2 separate regions of the Sus scrofa genome follow, and region 1 is linked to region 2. A link is a contact called in public Hi-C data. All regions are on one chromosome and are shown on one strand. Each heading gives the region's core, a stretch centred on a gene start, on an enhancer-like site or on the middle of the called end of the contact. The rest is flanking DNA. Distances are from core to core; before and after follow the strand shown. Region 1 holds the start of NDUFS8 (NADH dehydrogenase [ubiquinone] iron-sulfur protein 8, mitochondrial). Region 2 holds the start of PPP6R3 (serine/threonine-protein phosphatase 6 regulatory subunit 3).

The links. A called contact is a pair of places that touch in the nucleus more often than the background predicts.
Region 1: a contact with region 2 is called in a Hi-C map of liver, with 8 times the contacts expected there. The contact joins the promoter of NDUFS8 here to the promoter of PPP6R3 in region 2. A contact is called at or near these places in 2 of 47 Hi-C or Micro-C datasets (heart right ventricle and liver) and 1 of 2 datasets of contacts at active chromatin or transcription factors (alveolar macrophages).

The regions. Positions count from the first base shown.
Region 1 is chr2:4,865,538-4,870,052 of Sscrofa11.1, reverse strand. It overlaps NDUFS8 (NADH dehydrogenase [ubiquinone] iron-sulfur protein 8, mitochondrial), which reads left to right and starts at 2,661. Exons shown (of 7, transcript XM_003122434.3): 1 at 2,661-2,905; 2 at 3,834-3,897; 3 at 3,993-4,043; 4 at 4,512-4,515. The coding sequence starts at 2,825. It also overlaps a transcript of ALDH3B1 not described here.
Region 2 is chr2:4,520,726-4,524,859 of Sscrofa11.1, reverse strand. PPP6R3 (serine/threonine-protein phosphatase 6 regulatory subunit 3) reads left to right here and starts at 1,439. Exons shown (of 26, transcript XM_021082696.1): 1 at 1,439-1,570. TRNAA-AGC (a tRNA gene) reads right to left here and starts at 955; the gene lies at 883-955.

The DNA of each region.
Region 1 (4,515 bases), core at 1,412-3,911, 340 kb before region 2:
GGATTGCCGTGAGCTGTGGTGTAGGTCTCAGACGCGGCTCGGATCCCGAGTTGCTGTGGCTCTGGCGTAGGCCGGAGAATACAGCTCCGATTAGACCCCTAGCCTGGGAACCTCCATATGCTGCAGGAGCGGCCCAAGAAATACCAAAAAAAAAAAAAAAAAAAAAAAAAAAAAAAAAAAACTTTTTAACTTTCCATCTTTCCTCCTGCTTTTTTTAAGTATAATTGATTTACAATGTTTCAGGTGTACAGCAAAGTGATTCAGTTATACATTCTTTTGCAGCTCCTTTTCCATTACAGCTTATTACATGATATTAAATACAGTCCCCGGTGCTATACAGGGGGGCCTTGTTTCCCTATTTTTTTAATTTTTTATTTTTTTTGGCTGAAGCTATGTGACATGTGGACGTTCCTGGGCCAGAGATCGAACCGAACAGAGTCACAGCAGTGACAAGTCCGGAGTCTTAACCCGCTGAGCCACAAGGGAGCTCCTATCTGACATATAGTAGTGTGTATCTGTTCATCCCCAATCCCCAATTCATCCTTCCCCGACCCTTGCTCACTCATGACCACTGTCTACCCATTTTGCTCCAGCACCTGGTGTCCTCAACATTTATTTGAGTGGCTGCTTGTTCGGGGCTAAGCCCTTTCCCCACAGCATCTCATGATTAGCCCCCTTTATAGAAGGGGAAACCAAGACGGGGTGAATTAGCCCAGCCAGGTCATACGGTGGGACTGGCAGAGCCCAGGTCTGTCTGACGTCCCCTCGGCTGGCCACTGGGGGCCTGACGGCCACACTCTCTGCCACCGGACAGGCGCCAGTGGGATGGGCAACTACCATGGCAAGTTCTCCTTCGACACTTTTTCCCACCACCGCACCTGCCTGTTGCGCAGTCCTGGGCTGGAGAAGATCTACGCCATCCGGTACCCACCCCATTCTCCACGCAACCTGAGGGTGCTGCTGACGGCCATGGAGACCCGCAGCTGCAGCTGCACCCTGCTGTGAGCCGGCTTCAGGCACCGGAGGATCCAGCACCCCTTCCAGCTCACCTGAGTCCTCTGCAGCCACGGCCACCTGGGGCTGGAGGAGATATGACTGGGGTCCTCGGCACAGGAGGAAAAGGCCGGGGCCAGTGCTTGCCCTCCTCTCTCCTGGGGTTTCTCTCTTTGAGAAGATGTCCCCCAGCTAGGATGGGTCACGGTGCAGGAGTGTGGGAACCAGTGCAGTAACCTGGCTGCCTCCTCCCACCCTGGCCACCTGTGTCCCCGGAGAGGAGGGTAGATGTGGGCACCTCTTGGCCACCACCCTTTCTGTGGCGGGTGCAAAACGGGCCCTGGCATCTGGCCCATGTCACGCTGTGGACGGGCTGTGACCGGGGTCATCCCTGCCCTCTCTGAGCCTGTCTCCCTGTCTGTGTACAGAGGAGGTAGCGAACAGCACCTCCAGACAGCACTGTGAGGATTAAATCTCGGAGCTGAATCGCTGACTCCAAGCTTCAGGTGTCCTGTCTCCTCACTTGGGTGGGTGAGGCTGCCCCCGTCGTCTCTCCCCCCACCTGTCCCTCCAGTTCAAGCTGATGAGACACCTGCAGCAGGACTCCCCTTCAGCTTGCGCCTCTTGGGAGCTCTGGATGTGCTCCCGTCCCCCAAGTGGCTGGCCCTGGGTGCCTTCCCCACAGCATATCCCAGCCTGGACTCACACGCTGCCCTGCCTGCCAATCCTCCTGGGCCCCAAGGCCCTGGCGTGGTCCCCCTCCACTCAGCCACCAGAGCCAAACTCCTGGGCCTCCTGCTGGATACTCCCTTCTCACCTCCCAGATCCCATCTTTGAACAATTCCAGATGATTCTATAATGCTGCCGAACTTCCCTGAGCCATACAGCAATCACTGTGCCCAGACCCAGCCCTTCTCCTCCGCAGTACCCACGTGGCCCTCAGCCTGACCCCCTTCAGAGGCGTGCTCTGGCCCACAAGTCTGGACCCTTAACAGTCCCTGGGAGGCCCCATGCGTGCCACCCTCTCCTTGTCCTCTTCAAATGCCCTCGAGGTGTCCTCCTTTTCGGGCAGACCTCTGCACTGACGCTGGGCATATCCTCTGGTCCTTCTTGTTCTGCCCAACTCCTCTTTACTGTCTGCTGGGACGGCACCTCCTCCAGGAAGTCCTCCCTGACCACTTTCCACTCCCTCCGACCCAGATGACCTAGGGGATCTTCTCGGCCTCCGGGGTCCCTCTGCCGCACAAGTCACTGGGAGGAAACACCGCTTTGGTGGCCGTTGAGGGACGGGGCTCCCGAGTCGTTTAGATCCAAGACCGTTGTGGCGGCCACACGCAGCAGCTCTAAGGCTTGGACCAAGTAATTACGCATGCCCGTGCCTCAGTTTCCCCATCTGTAAAGCGAGAACGATCGTTCCTTCACACAGGGCTCCGTGAGGATTAAATGAAACCGCTCGGGTGAAGTTTTAGCCCGGAGCAGGCACGGCTCCCGCGCGTAATCAAGCGCCGAGATTCTCGTCCCCGCTATCACATACCGCCCGCGGAGGCCGGGGGGGCGGAGGGGGGCGGGTACCTCTGGCCAGGATGCCCAGTCAGAACTGGAGCAGCTTCCCTAAACCACGCCTCGGATGTCCCGCCTCCAAGGAACCGGGAGTCCCGGTTCATCAGCCTCTTGAATCCAGCTCGGCGGCGCTCTACCGCACTTCGAGCGCCTGCTCTTCCCTAGCCAATCGGATTAAAGGTCGTCTTTGATCCCGCCTCTTTTGGCCGCATCAGCCAATCAGACCACACTATGAAGAGTCAGCGCGGAAAAGGCAAAGCCAGCCGGCCCAATGGAAGCGTCCCAGGAATGTAGGCTCCGCCTCTCGGTGGACCGGCCTCCTCCGCACGGGAAGGAGCGGCAGCGCTTCAAGGTGGGTGTTCGGGGCTCAATTGTTAAGGCCAGGTCTGGGCAGCGCGGCGTCGGGGGCGAGTGTGGAGCCCCTGCTGGCCCCGCTGGCTCCGCGCCCAGGCTCATCTCGGCCCGCCCAGGACCCGCAGCCTCCGTGCCCTTGAGCGTGCAGCGGGCGGATCGAGAGGCCCATACCCTCAGGGCGCAGGCGCCGCCCGCATCCGTGGGGTCAGAGGTCGTGAGGAAGGTCGGGGAAGGAGCTGGGTTGGGCTCCTGTCACTGAATTCGGCGGTCAAAGAAATGGGCCCTGTAGAGGTCACAGGTCACGGGAGGGGCACTTTTGAGCTCAGGCTAAGTGCCAGGCCCGGGGCTAAACCCTTGGCATCGTCGAGCTCCCGTTTCACAGACGAGAAAACCCAAGGTCACTGCAGGCTGGGAGACAGTTCCAGAAGGGCCTGGATGCTGGGGAAAGGAGTTGATCTGGAGGGTTATTTGAGCCTTTAAAGGGTTCCAGCAGGGGAGGCCTGGAGGTGTGAAGGGAGGGGTCTGGTCTGGGTTCACATCCTGGTCTCACCTCCTTAGGTGTGACTGTGGGCAGGTCACTTCACACGAGTGAGCGCAGCTTCTCATCTGTGCCTCCCTCTGGGGTGGGTGGGAGTCCTCCTGAGGACAAAGTGACAGTGCACGTGACCCCTAGCAATGTGCTTGGCACAGGGAGCTCTCAGTAAAGGCTGTTGGCAGTGTTATCTGCGTCCATCTGGAGGCTGGGAGGGGCTACACCTGGGAACGGGAAGGCTGCCTGTGCCTCTGATCAGAATGGGGTTGAGTAGGGGACAAGATGACGTGGTCGTGCTGGGTCAAGGGTCAGGGCTCCTGCAGTGCTGGAGTGCGGGGGTCTGGGGGGCCCTGTATGGGACCCACCTACACCTCCCTCCCTTTCACCCCCACAGATGCGCTGCCTGAGCACGCCCATGCTGCTGCGGGCCCTGGCCCAGGCCCAGGCTGCACATGCAGGTAGGACTCGGGGGCCTTTCTGGGGTTGGGGTTGGGTGCGGTACCACCTCTCAGGATGAGGTCGCAGCTGCACAGCGGAACCCCTCTCCTTGCAGGACATCCCAGCGCCCGGACCCTCCACAGCAGCGCGGTCGCAGCCACCTACAGTGAGTAGTCCTGGCAGGGCTCCCCCTCTCCCAGCCTTAGTTGCCACTCCGTAAAAGGAGGGTGGTGATCGAGATTGAATGTGGTCCATGGGAGCCGAGTCCGTCATTGCAGGGCGTTGGGGGGGCAGCCCTTCCCAGTGGCTACACAGTATTATTTCAGAGCTGCCCTGCCCTGTGCGGTTTGAGTCGGGAGCTGCCAGGTGTGAGCCTTGGGAGCCTGTGTTTGTTCATCGGGACCCCAGTACCCAAACCGCCTCCTGCCCCCATCACCTCCTGGCTTAGATGGCCACACAGGTGCAGGGAGAAGCCAGGGAGGACTGCCCAGGGCCAGAGGCCGGCAGGGGAGGGTTTGGTGAAAGAGCAGACCCCTGGGGGAGGCCAGGCTTCATCTCCCTGAGCTGGAGTCCTGGGGGAGGGCCTGTGTGAGGACCCCCTACGGCACTGCTGCTTTGCCCACCTCCCCTGCAGAGTT
Region 2 (4,134 bases), core at 190-2,689:
TCCCCTCCTTGGGCCTGAGAGGCCATCTCTGCCCAAGCCAGTGTCACGGGAGAGACCTGCTGGCAGGCAGACCTCCCTGCCCCGAGCCCTCATTCTGACTCTCCCCTGAGCACCGGTGCTGGTGATTTCCCCCTAGGCAGGGTGGCACTGGTCTCAAGGCCCGGAGACCCGGTCACTTCGGACACTTCCTCTCCCGCCCCGTGTCTCTCTCAGAACAACCCAACCTGTTCCAAGGCCCCACCTTGGGGTCTCAGGTCTCCGGGAGTTAGCGCAGAGCTCTGCTCTCGCTGTCCTGAGGGTCGGATTGCCTCCGGCTCAGGAAGACCCCACCACTCTGTGACTGGAGGAGTCTGACGTCAGAGCCGGGACCCTCTGCTCCCCACGCACCCCCGCAGGCTGGGCATAGACTAAGTGCACACTAGGGCTGCCCACGAGCACTAGTGCCCCTAGCACTCTCTCCCCCGCAGCGGGCCCCGCAAGCCTCCCCCCACCGCATGCAGTTGATTTACACGTGACCATACACGGCGTTTTGCCGGCTTTTAGGAAGGAGGCCGCATCTCCAAGCGTCGGCTCTCTCTGGGGTGGCTCTCTTTAGGAGCAGGGGGCGGGGGGAGATGGCTGAGTGGGCTGTCTCGGGGAGGGCGGGGAGTGGCAGGGCGCCAGAGGAGAATTTTGGGAGAAGCTCGCGTGTCAATCCTTCCGCAAGGCAAAACGAGGACTCCTATCTTCCCGCAATCTGGTCCCTCGCGGAGGCTGGGGAGTCGGCGTAAGCTGTATGGGACTCCCCACCTTCACTCTGATAGACTCCCAGTGCGGGCACCCAGGGAAAGGAGCGTGACTTTGACCAGGAAAGTCCCACACCCCCCTTCTAAAAGTCTACAGTGGAGAATGCGGGCATCGATCCCGCTACCTCTCACATGCTAAGCGAGCGCTCTACCACTTGAGCTAATTCCCCAACCCTGGCTAATTTCCGCCGCCGAAACACATTGTGGCTCACGTCATCACCGGTTTCCTTCAGGCCCTCGGGCCCGCCTGCCCGCCCTCCGGTCTTGGTACCCCATTGGTTCCCTTGCAGTTCCCATCTCTATGGCCATGATTGGTTTGGCTCATTTTAGTTTTAAAAAGCATTGGCTATCGGATTGGTGGTCCGAAGCGTCGGTCAAGCGGAGGCCCTGCTGTTGCTACGGCGTAGGGGGACCCAGCCAGGTTTCTCTCGGTTTCTGATTTGTTTCTCCAGACTCCCGGGTCCTAGAGGTTCCGGAACCGTCAAGTCCATGGGAAAAGGATGAGCCCCTCTCGCTTGACTGACGAGGTCTGCCAGCCAATCGGCGTGCGTGCAACGGGGCCGCAGGGTGATCCAATAGGTTACAGGGGGCGGGAGAGGGAGGCCAATGAGCGCGGGACTGGGGGCGGGGCCAGGGCCATGATTGGCCGTGAGGCGGCCGGAGGGAGGGCGGGGGGAACTCAAGGCCTGCTTGATACGTCCGCCATTTTGGGCGCTTCGCTGATGGTGTCGGTGAGCGCGTTTCCCGCCTGAGCGCAACTAGCGGCGAGTCGCGGGCACCTCCAGGTAATGAGGGGGAGGGGGCGGCGGAGCGGGCCGTCGCGCGGGGTGCGCGGCGCGCGGGCGGCGGGGCGGCCCCTCCGCCCGGCCTCGGCGGCGCGGGGAGGGAGCGTCCCGGCCCCCTCCCCTCCCCCCCGGAATTCGCCGCTCCGCGGCCGGGGAGGCGCGGCGCCCCGGCTCCGGGGCCGTCCCCGCCCGCGCCTGTCAGCCGCCCGGCTCGCCCGCTGCGGGCCGCGGGGGCCGCGCCGGGCCGGGCGCCGAGGCGGGACGAGGGCCCGGCGGCGAACTTTGCGCCCGCGCGGACGTCCGCGGCCTGGCGCGGCGGCGACCGGGCGCGCCCCTAGCCCGGCGGGGCCCGCTCCGCCCCGGCCGGCGGCCCCGAGCGCCGCCCGCCGGCCCCGGAGAACTTCGCTGGGCGCGGGCCCCGGAGCGTGTCAAGTTAAGGCGGCCGCTCGCCGGAGCCTCGCGAAGGCCATTGTTGGACTCCGCTCTCCGGGAAACAAGTTCTGTGGGTTTCTGCTCCTTCGCCGCAGAGTCATCGGAATACGCAGAGCCGGGCCCGGAGTATTTAAATCTCCTTCCGAGCGATTTTTTTTCCACTCCGGTGCTGCGACTCCAGCGTAGACCTGGTCGCGAAGGTCTCCCTGGCGAATATGAGCTTGCGGGGGGCTGGGGGGTGGTCCTTCTTTCGGCAGCAAGAACCTCCCTCTTAAAGAAGCTCTCTCGCCGTTAACTTGGAGGGGTTTCCTCCTCCGTCCCGCCTGCTCTCGGCACAACTTGGACCCTTGGTTGTGCGTAGACCGAGCGAGTCCTTGGAGGTCCCTGTGTGTCCTGACGTCTCAGCCTCAGAGCTTCGTGCAGTGCTCTCGATTCTTACTTTCTCCGTGGGTCGGGTCGAGCTTTGTTTATATTTTGCTTTTATGGGAGGGGCACTTTCGTCCTCGCCGCACTTGTTAACGAGGCTCTTGTCGTATTTTGTGAACGGGAGGCTTACTTGGGTTTTGTCCTCAAGGTCAAGTTGCAGGTAGGCAGCCAGTGGGAAAGCGAGTCCAGGTTTCCAGCCGCTGGAGTCTCCTAAGTGGTGCTGGTGCCTGCGCTCTCTTTGCTCTCGAGTTAGACTGCCTGGTTTCACATCTTGGCTTCATCACTTTCTTCACTGCTGCTTCTGTAACTGTGTCTGCCTCCTGAGTTTGCCAGGAGTAAATGAGTTAATACGTGTAAAGCAGCTACAAATGGTGCCTGGCACGAAGAATCAGCTTAGAAATTAATGGCTATTATTAGGTTTGATGTTTTAAATATTTATATACCATTAGGAAGGTAAATGAGTGTTTTCAGTCCTGGCTTTGGGCGAGTGTCTTTAGAAAGGTCTGTGTATTTAGAGTCATTTGGGCTGAGACAGTGACCTGGAAGTGTATTGTAATTTTTTTCAGGGGAGGAGTGGTTGAAGATTCGTTAAGTTGCAAACGTTTCCTGGAGTAATGAGCCCTGGTGCTTCAGAATGGTTAGTTTCAGAGATGGTTAAATAGGGAAAAGCTCCCCAGGAGCTCCAGTTGGATTCTCTTCCTGCTGTACTTTTGGATACTACTTCTGAAGTGTGATTGGCCCCCAAATCAATAGCTCCCGAGCTTCTCAGGGTACTCTTGGTTCTTACCGAGGCTCGGGAGGTTCCTGTGTGTTGAACTTCACTGTGTATGTGCTTCAGTGACGATAGTTTGGGCAATAACTGTTTTCCCGGAGGGGTGCTTTGGAAGCTGTTTTATATCTCAGTATATCTGATCAGGGAGTCTAGAATAGCTAACAAAATGCCATCCACTAAGTCACACATGTACTCCCAGGCTTTTAATTCCTGCCCTGTGCTCTTCTCTCTGGTGCTGGAACCACGCTCGCCTCCCCCCGTGTTCCTTGCCTGGGACCGGGCTGCTTTGCTGCACAGGCAGTGTCACTCGGGTGGACTCAGTCTTAAGTGGAGAGGGGCGTCTTGCGGGTGTAACTCACTGAAGATCAGGAGGGAGACTGCTTTAGACAAGAAACCGAGCTTTGCATAAAGTATAGCAAAACAAAAACTTTCTGGTTTCAATTAACGACTTGGGAATTTGAGAATCAGACCATAACAGGGCAGAAAATGAACAGTGATGAAATGAAGACTCAACAAAGGTGAGGTTTGCTTCTTAAAGATAAATTTTTGCATTGATTTGGTACAAAGATAATGCGCTTGTTACAGAGAAGACCTCTTTCTTCTTAAAACAGTATTTGTCAGGATTAGTGTTTAGTTTGCTTCTGTGATAACCTTGGATCTTGTGGTTTTATATTTTAGATACTGAGAGGCAGCCTGAGTATATATTGGTCTACACTTTTACAACTTTTTATTACTCTAAGGAAGAATGATACTGACAGTGAAGTTCTAATCATCCGCTCAAGTAAAACTCAGCGTTGAGTTTATTTCATAAAAGCACCAGGGGCTGTGGTTGATCCTCCTCAGCAGTCAAGATCTGAGCCTGATGTGGGCTGAGTTAGTTACCTTTTCTTAGGTGAGATGGACAGAAAAAATAGATCTGGCCTTGGCTTCGAAG